Linked DNA regions of Drosophila melanogaster: region 2 is linked to region 1. The links are chromatin contacts, called in public Hi-C maps. All regions are on one chromosome and are shown on one strand. The core of a region is the stretch at or near the end of the contact, and the rest is flanking DNA. Distances in the headings are between cores, read along the strand shown.

Region 1 (4,301 bases), core at 1,086-3,585:
AGAAGCTAGTCAACCGTTAAAAGGTTCACGGCCAAGGACAAGGAAATCCCAGTGAACGGCTACCGCCTCCATGAATCACGACTTGAAGCTCAGACTCCGTGTATCTGAAACAATTTTGTGACTTCTGGAACCTTGGGCGTGTGCTCGTATGTATATTCGTTTTGCATATTGTTCGCCGTCTCATATCTAATACCTTTAGAATACGCTTGTATGCGGCGTGCACAATTATATTTAAATATTTTAATACAACAAGTAAGAGAATTAAACAGCGAAAATAGAGGCTGTGCCTTAATCATGCAGCCCGGCTCACAGAACAATAGTAGAAATCTTAAGTCGGAAGAAAAGTTTTGACCCAGCCGTGAAGGTATTTGAACATGTGAGAGGTCGAGATATAAATATATATATATATATATGCTGGCTTTAATCTGTAGGCACTTAAACTATAACAACATTTAGCTGAAATTATTATTTGATTGGCTTCCTAAAATATTGCTCGAAAATCGGAAGTAAATGTTTAGCCGAATGTGAATGTGGTATTAAGGCTAATGTGGGAACTTTTTTTGCCAGTGACTAATGGGTAATATAGTACGCAGTTTACTGCTAGTTGGATAGTATTATATTTTTTAAATAATTTAAGTTATTTCCAGTAAGTGCTATTTATTAATTATTACCCTCGATATTCTAAGTAAAAAGCTTTTCGATGTTGTCAAATGTATTTCCTAGCTCCCACAAACTTATTAACTCACCAATCCCACTCTATCGATCCAATTTGTATAATGGATCTATCAGATCGATAATTATGTTTTTGCTACTCCAGATGCCTTAATAACTTAATGCGGATCGAAGCAAATAGACGTATATGTGATGTGTTAGCTCATTATCGGGCTCGTTAGCTCAATCAAACGATTCGATCTACTAATTTGAACGGTCCGCATTAACATCGGCATTAGTTAGTTAGTTAGTTGCTAGATGCAGGCTGCAAGGATGACCGGATTGTTGGCAAGTACAAGTGCACATATGTAGATCAATGGCAAATTTGCTTCGATCTCGACATCGCCGCTAACTGAATTTGGTTAAAAGCTAACACGATTGAAAATAATGCTGCCACTGCCACTGCCACTGAAAATGTCATTCGAATTGGCGGCCCGAGTCCAATTTGAGAAGCGGCGGCAGCCTTGCCAACGTTATCAGCTTACAGGACAGGAATATATATATAATTATTTATATAGATTGCTATATGGTCGGTCTCGTAATCCGTCAGCTGCCATATGCAAATCCCAATCGCCAGATGTTTTGACGGGGCTTTCAATTATGCCATAGATATTGTAATGTGCCTGTACTTATCGCCCGGGCTTAGTTTAATGTGCTACATTTACGCATGCAAATTAGTTGTTAAATGTGCTTTTAAAATTTAATCGATATGGCTGGGTGCCACCTACTTACATCTCGGGCACGCACGCAGCCATGTGATCCGTACTTCCTGTTTACCATTACTTTGTTTTCCAGCTCACTTTCACTTGGTCCCTATACGATCCGCTTCAGCATCCGCTCTAGTTCTGACGCGATTCGATTGAGTCATTCAGGATCTAATGCGAATTGCTGGGTTCTAAAACTGAACGAGATCTTCGACTGTTGTTACACCTAGAAAAATGGAACGTATCATAAACGTAAGGTGCTTTTATTGTCTAAAACATTCTTAATAATTTTAACCTACTTCTTTAAAATAATTCTAGTGGTTAAAAACATTTCCCTAAAACAACTTACAGAGTAAGAATGTCATATATTTTCATTATTTTGCTCTGTGCACACACGGCGTATGCTTAACATTTGGCATGGACTAGCTTCGCTTTGTTTGGATTTGTTTTGGTTTTTTCTGTATGACCTGTTGAGGCTTTTCAAATGACTCCCGTTCGACTGACTGAATACTTTTGGGGTATTCTACCACCATTCCGATTGACGCGCACGCGCTAATGGTTAACCCCGCTTTTTAGCCAAGCTACAAGAGCAACAAAAACATGGCCAATGCGACGTTCTAGCCTGTTGCCGCACTTGAACTTGGTCGACCAAGTTGAGTCGAGTCAGGCCCCGCGATTCTCGACCCACTCAGCTGGCTGGCTAGCTGGTTAGCTGGCTGGTGAGAGGAAACCCCACGGCATCGGCATCTTGGCTTTAACCCAGCTACAGCTGGGCAACTACGTCACAGTCGCGTCATGCGAAAACCAGTCATCGTCGTTTGGTGAAGCAAACAATCGTCGGCAATCGGCCGAAACGTTCGTTAACTTGGCCGTCGGAATCGGAATCTGGGGGTATTTAAGCGGCGGCAACTCGACATGAAGCATGCATTGATTCGCTATCATTCGCCCTAAAGACTTGTGCCCAGCCTCAAGTAGTTTGCTGACTCTGTTTGTTGTAATACAATTTAGCTGACAAGGATAATACACATCACCACATCAGTTTCGAGTTCGCGAAAGGATCCAGCTAAAGTTCAACCGATCAACCATCTATATATCCCGCCGTGAATTCGAGAGTCGAGAGTTCTTGTCCAGCTCAATTCTAGACGCAAACAGTTCAGTACCAGGAGCGATTTTCTTGAAAAACAAAACCACCCAGCCAGATCGCCAATAAGCAGTGAAAGTGTCAACACATTTCGAGTGCTTATTGCAAATCAAACAAGAAAAGCGTAACCAAGCACATAAGCAAATAGTATTCTAAGTGTTTTTGCCAACACTTTGCGTAAATTTTTGTTGTTCACCCCAAACGAAAACAACCCAAACACACAAAAAAAAATGATGGCCGTTGCAGCAGCCCAAAAGAACCGCGAGATGTTCGCCATCAAGAAATCCTACAGTATTGAGGTGAGTCGAAAATCCAGCAAAACATACAATTTCCAAATCGAATTGTAAAAAAAAAGAAGCAAATGAGTGACTAGATTTGGTCTACGTGACTATCTAAAGGTTTTGTGTTTTCAAAAAAAAACCAGTTAACCGGCCAGTAGTCGAGCCCATTTTTGTGATCCCGCATTTCTTTTTCGCCAATTCAATTTGACCAAACTCAATCCTCGGTTGGCCATTAAGTCACACCTCTAAGAACAGGCGGCCCAAATCGAAAGGCCCAAATCGCCAACGGACACAACGGGTTGTGTGTTAAGTTATTATTTAACAAATAAGTGAAAGTGGCTGCCTTTGGGCCCCATGCACTTAGCCTGGCCGAAACAGTCGCGCCTCATTGTTGTTGACTCGTCTCTGTTTATGTTTATGCTGCGTCCGAGCAAAACAAAAAATATGAAATCAATATAAATGATTCAATGAGTTGGTCATCTTTCATCAGCCAAAGCGGTGGCCCAAAAAAAAAAACTGAAGAAAACAAACAAACAAAAAAAAAAAAAAACGAGCTGACAGTGAAAACTGCAAGTGATGGAAACCTTTTTCCCCCCATCAAGAAAAAGAAAGAAAAAAAACCTTTAACGATCGCCAGTTGCATTTTTTTCCCGCCAGAATCGCATGGGGATTTTCGATTTCTCAGTCACATATCATTTATCTTCGCACCTGCCCGCTTCGAAGCGGCGACATCGCATTAAATTACCATTCGTGGCTTTGAATCACAATCAATACAGTTCCATGAATAGCCAGCTTTATTCAAAGAAAAAGATCTGAAGACGGCGCTTTCACACACCATTTTATATAATATTTTCAAAATTGCGCAATACTCTGCTCAAAGTCACCACCCAAGCGTGGAGCCGAAGAAAGCCACCCTGGCTTGAAGGTCAAGGCAATCGTCTAATTTCCGCTCCACATCCTGCCAGTGTCACTAACACGGACTTCAATCTTTTCGCTTTCGTTTCCAGAATGGCTATCCATCCCGCCGTCGCAGCCTGGTGGATGATGCCCGTTTCGAGACCCTGGTGGTCAAGCAGACCAAACAAACCGTCCTCGAGGAGGCCCGCAGCAAGGCAAATGGTAAGTGGATAGGGTCCAACAAGTGGGTCACTAAAATAGCTCCAAAGAGGGTTTCTATTTGGGATCAAAAGGGAAATTTTGCAGCTAGGGCTTTACTTGTTGATTAAAAACTTAAAAAGTTGCAATTTTTATTTCATTTTATTCGTTTTGACATAGATTTGCGTTTTTTTCTTATTCATTTTAACCCTTTATTTATTATTTGCCTTCGTTTTTATTTTTATGATTTTAAAGACGATTCCCTGGAAGATTGCATTGTGCAGGCTCAGGAGCACATTCCCTCCGAGCAAGATGTGGAGCTCCAGGACGAGCATGCCAATCTGGAGAACCTGCCCTTGGAGGAATATG
Region 2 (4,301 bases), core at 595-3,094, 200 kb before region 1:
AACCAACATTCGCATAATTTTCGATAAAGCTTTTCGCCAAATGAAATTCAAGTGGTTACACATGTCTCACTGCCACCCAACCCAAACCCAAACCCATCGCAGCGATTTTCGCTTGGTCATTTTTCTTGGACACCCCTCCCCAAACAGCATATAGTATTTCGGTTCTTCCAAAAAGTCAGGCTCATTTCCACATTATATGCCGCATCTGATTATCTGCGCTTTGCTGTTTGTTTGCTTAGTTTTTGTTTATTTCGTTTGTTTGCTTGATTGTTTGTTGTTTTGGCCGAAAAATGCTGATAATAAAAGGTAATGATGGGGGGCTACCTATATATGGGTTATCTCTTTGTTAAAGGGCGACTATGAATCGACGGATTTGGAAATGGAAACTTTAAGTTTTGATAGAGCAATTGTCATGGGGATGCTAATGGAGATTGCGAAGGGATTACGCGTATTTTGATTAGGAAAGTGGCAATAATTGTTGGTTGGAAGAATGGCATACTCTTTTATTTACTATTTGCCAATTTGGAGTATAATGATTATAGTAAATAGACAAATTATTCAAACACAAAGCGATAGTACTTTCATTCAAAGTAGCTTATCCAGATATTGGAATAGTTATTTCAAATAAATTTTTGAATTTTTAATTCAACACAACTCTATTATATTTTTTGTTTATTTAAACAACTTATTCTAGCGATTAAAAATGTCCCGTTCTCGCCGACCTTATACAACACGTTCATAAATACGGCGGTGTTTTGTCTGGACCCCTCAGTTCTGCTTAGCACCTATTCGAAGTGAATCGGTTTTGTTGGGGAGGGCGAGAGACCCACTTTAACAGGTAGACAACACGACTTAACCACAGCAGGCTTATGCCTGCGGTCGCTTCGATTGCATCAGATGAGGTGCGAATCCCAATCGGAAGCTAAATTAGTGCTAAAAAAAAAATAATAATTAAATTGAAAATCAGTTGATCAGCGATCACATGGCTTTGGGTTTTCTAGCCTATAAACAAGTGGCCTGCATGTAATATATATCAACTGGTGGCTATAATTAGCACAAGTGATTAGTTGGCGACTGAAGTTGAATTTGTTTATTGTTTACGATCCCTCATTTAATCGTGCGATCGAGAGCGGATCGATCAACCCTCGCCGATTGTGCTCTACTGGGGGGCTTGGAATTTAGCGTACATTCGCGATAGCACAGCCCATTTAAGCTGCAAAAGGAAAACATAATTTAATCTGTTATTGTTTACGCCGAAATGGAAAACACTTCTAAAATGCGTCATTGAACGCATTTTCCCGATAAGCAACAAAGTGTCAACATGAAAGTTGGATGGATTATGTAAAAGCTTAGGCAAGACAAGAAGATTTTTCGCTGACTCTGTCTCCAAGGGGGGCCCTTAAATATAAATTATTAAACTTTGAACTTGAAATGCATGTGCTAGCGCATCGAGCTGATAAGGAAATCGATGTCGGACTCGTTTAAAAAGGCGCATATGATTTGCTGATTTGAGATCAATGCCAAAGTGAGATGCGTGATTTTGAAGACTAGACAGACATAATGCGGTCATTGAATCGGAATGATGTTGATCAAAGCCAAAACGTGAGAAAGGAATCACAGTGTTTATTTTTGGTATAACTGGCATAAATCGGCGGCGGTATCAAATTTTGTGCCCGACATGCGTTTCTCGATGCGGTTGTGGAACCACCGGAATCTTCCCGATCCCGCTCCGCCCGCCGAGATTGCATTCCCAGCTCAACTGATAACCACGACGAGTATATCAGCTACCAGCCATATATGTACGATGATCGGAGGTTTAATTAGGCGCGGCTGTAACATGAACATTCATAATTCCGCTGGCATTCAATCAATGCAGACGTGAACAATTCCAGTAGTGACCGAGTGTTCGACTTAGCCAGCGATCTCGTGCAAAGTGTACAGTGTCTCAATCGTAGTCAATACCAATTCTCAACCAAGAAAATCGATACTCAAAACATACGTAGAAATAGAAGTTACTAAAATCCAAGCATATGATGGCGCAAAGTGATTCTGGAAATTGCTGTGCCAAGCTTAATAAAGGTAAGAATTCATAAATATTTAATAGTGATTGTGCACAGTTAAATCTGCAATCTGCAACAGATGAGTGCTGCCAGAAGACAAAGGATGTGATCTTGAGCGGCGTATCTCCCAAAATGTTTCCCGACAAAATCTACAAGTCTGTTCAACCCAAAGGAGAGGATGCCACCGGAATGACCTGCGAATGCGGTGTTTTTGCAGCCATCGCTTGCGGGGATTACCCAACACAAGTAAGAACAAAATATTTTTTTTTTTAATGTAATATGTAATATAGGACAGATAGGACATATAGTATAGAAAAACACAAAGGTAAAAATTTGGGTTTAAGAAAAAATGTTTAAAGCAAAATTAAACTTAAATATAATACTTGGAAAATTCCGGAAAAATATGTGTAGCAGATTACAATCAATTGTTAATATATAATAAATATTACTAGGACATAGTAGATAGCCACCATGAAATGCCGATCATAACTATATCAATATCTCGAAGTCATTGGGGCTGTCACAAGCCCATCATCACCCGTTTAGCAAGATCCTATGGACGACCATGTAGTACGTCAGACGTATGCCAATCAATGGTTAGTGGGTCAATGGTTAGCCCCGTTCAGATACACCCCCTGCTGATCTTCTAACGATGTCCATCTATCTGTGGCCAATGCCCAGTGGCTGCGGTGACGTCAGTGAGATCGAACTGAATCGCATGGATTTGGTTTGCCGTGCGGTTGTAATCTCTGTTGTTCATGTTTTTATTGCTCGACTGTAATGAAATGGAAAATAACAGAAAGTACTGGTGTATTCACGGTCGGAAATCGGCATACAGTTATCTGTTTTGCTAGTCAACTGATTGGAATTAGCATTACTAAACTATCTTATATGTTGGGCTAGGTATGCAGAAAAAAAAGTATTAAGTTGCTTTGATCTGATGTGATTTGATTCAAGAAAATGCTGAATAACTAAGCTTAAAATAACAATTCTTAATACTGAGTTTGGAAAATGATACGCCATATCGATGCACAGCACCCCCTGGTCTTTATTATTCAATATTCACGTTTATTATTATATTGTAAAAAAAATAAGGAAAATAAAGTACTAAATGGGATTTTTCTGCTTTCAGCTGGACATAGCACAGATGATCTGCCTCGGTCTGGTGGCTCTGCAGCATCGTGGCCAGGAGTCGGCGGGAATAGTGACCAGTTTGGGCAAGTCCTCCAAGAATTTCAGCGTACACAAGGGCATGGGCATGATCAACAATCTGTTCAATGACGAGGCGATCAGGAAGTTAAAGGGTAACCTGGGAATAGGACACACCCGGTATTCCACGGCCGCAGCCTCGGAAGTTGTGAACTGCCAGCCGTTTGTGGTGCACACTGCCCATGGAGCACTGGCCATTGCCCACAATGGTGAGCTAGTGAACTGCGAGTCCCTGAGGAGGGAGGTCCTGGAGCGAGGAGTGGGCCTGTCTACGCACAGTGACAGTGAACTTATTGCCCAATCCCTGTGCTGTGCACCAGAGGATGTGTCGGAGCACGATGGACCCAATTGGCCGGCCAGAATTCGCCATTTCATGACCCTGGCTCCACTCTCCTACTCCCTGGTCGTGATGCACAAGGATAAGATCTACGCTGTCCGCGATTCCTATGGCAATAGACCGCTGTGCTTGGGAAAAATCGTGCCCGTTGATGCAGGACATGCGAATATCAATGACCAACTGGCCGAGGGTTGGGTGGTCAGTAGTGAAAGCTGCGGATTCCTCTCCATCGGAGCCAGATATGTTCGCGAGGTGGAGCCCGGTGAGATCATCGAGCTGTCACGAAATGGTTATAGAACCGTGGATATCGTTGAAAGACCGGACTATAAGCGCATGGCATTCTGCATCTTTGAGTACGTCTACTTTGCCCGCAGTGATTCCATGTTCGAGGGTCAGATGGTTTACTCAGCCCGCCTGCAATGTGGTCGCCAGTTGGCCAGGGAATCGCCATTAGATGCGGATTTGGTCAGCTCGGTTCCGGAATCGGGCACAGCAGCTGCCCATGGTTATGCCAGGGAGTCGGGACTGCCATTCGGGGAAGTTCTCTGCAAGAATCGCTATGTGGGCCGCACGTTCATCCAACCCTCGACGAGATTGCGACAGTTGGGCGTGGCCAAAAAGTTTGGTGCCCTGGCTCAAAATGTCGAGGGCAAGCGGATCGTGCTAGTCGATGACTCCATAGTGAGGGGAAATAC

What was found. A called contact is a pair of places that touch in the nucleus more often than the background predicts.
Region 2: a contact with region 1 is called in a Hi-C map of the Kc167 cell line, with 1.5 times the contacts expected there. A contact is called at or near these places in 5 of 107 Hi-C or Micro-C datasets (the Clone 8 cell line, the Kc167 cell line, the ML-DmBG3-c2 cell line and 2 more).

Annotation. Positions count from the first base shown.
Region 1 is chr3L:6,717,559-6,721,859 of dm6, reverse strand. It overlaps ple (pale), which reads left to right and starts at 2,335. Exons shown (of 7, transcript NM_001300026.1): 1 at 2,335-2,855; 2 at 3,845-3,956; 3 at 4,188-4,301. The coding sequence starts at 2,787.
Region 2 is chr3L:6,912,419-6,916,719 of dm6, reverse strand. It overlaps Prat2 (Phosphoribosylamidotransferase 2), which reads left to right and starts at 1,844. Exons shown (of 3, transcript NM_079225.3): 1 at 1,844-2,079; 2 at 2,140-2,306; 3 at 3,193-4,301. The coding sequence starts at 2,031.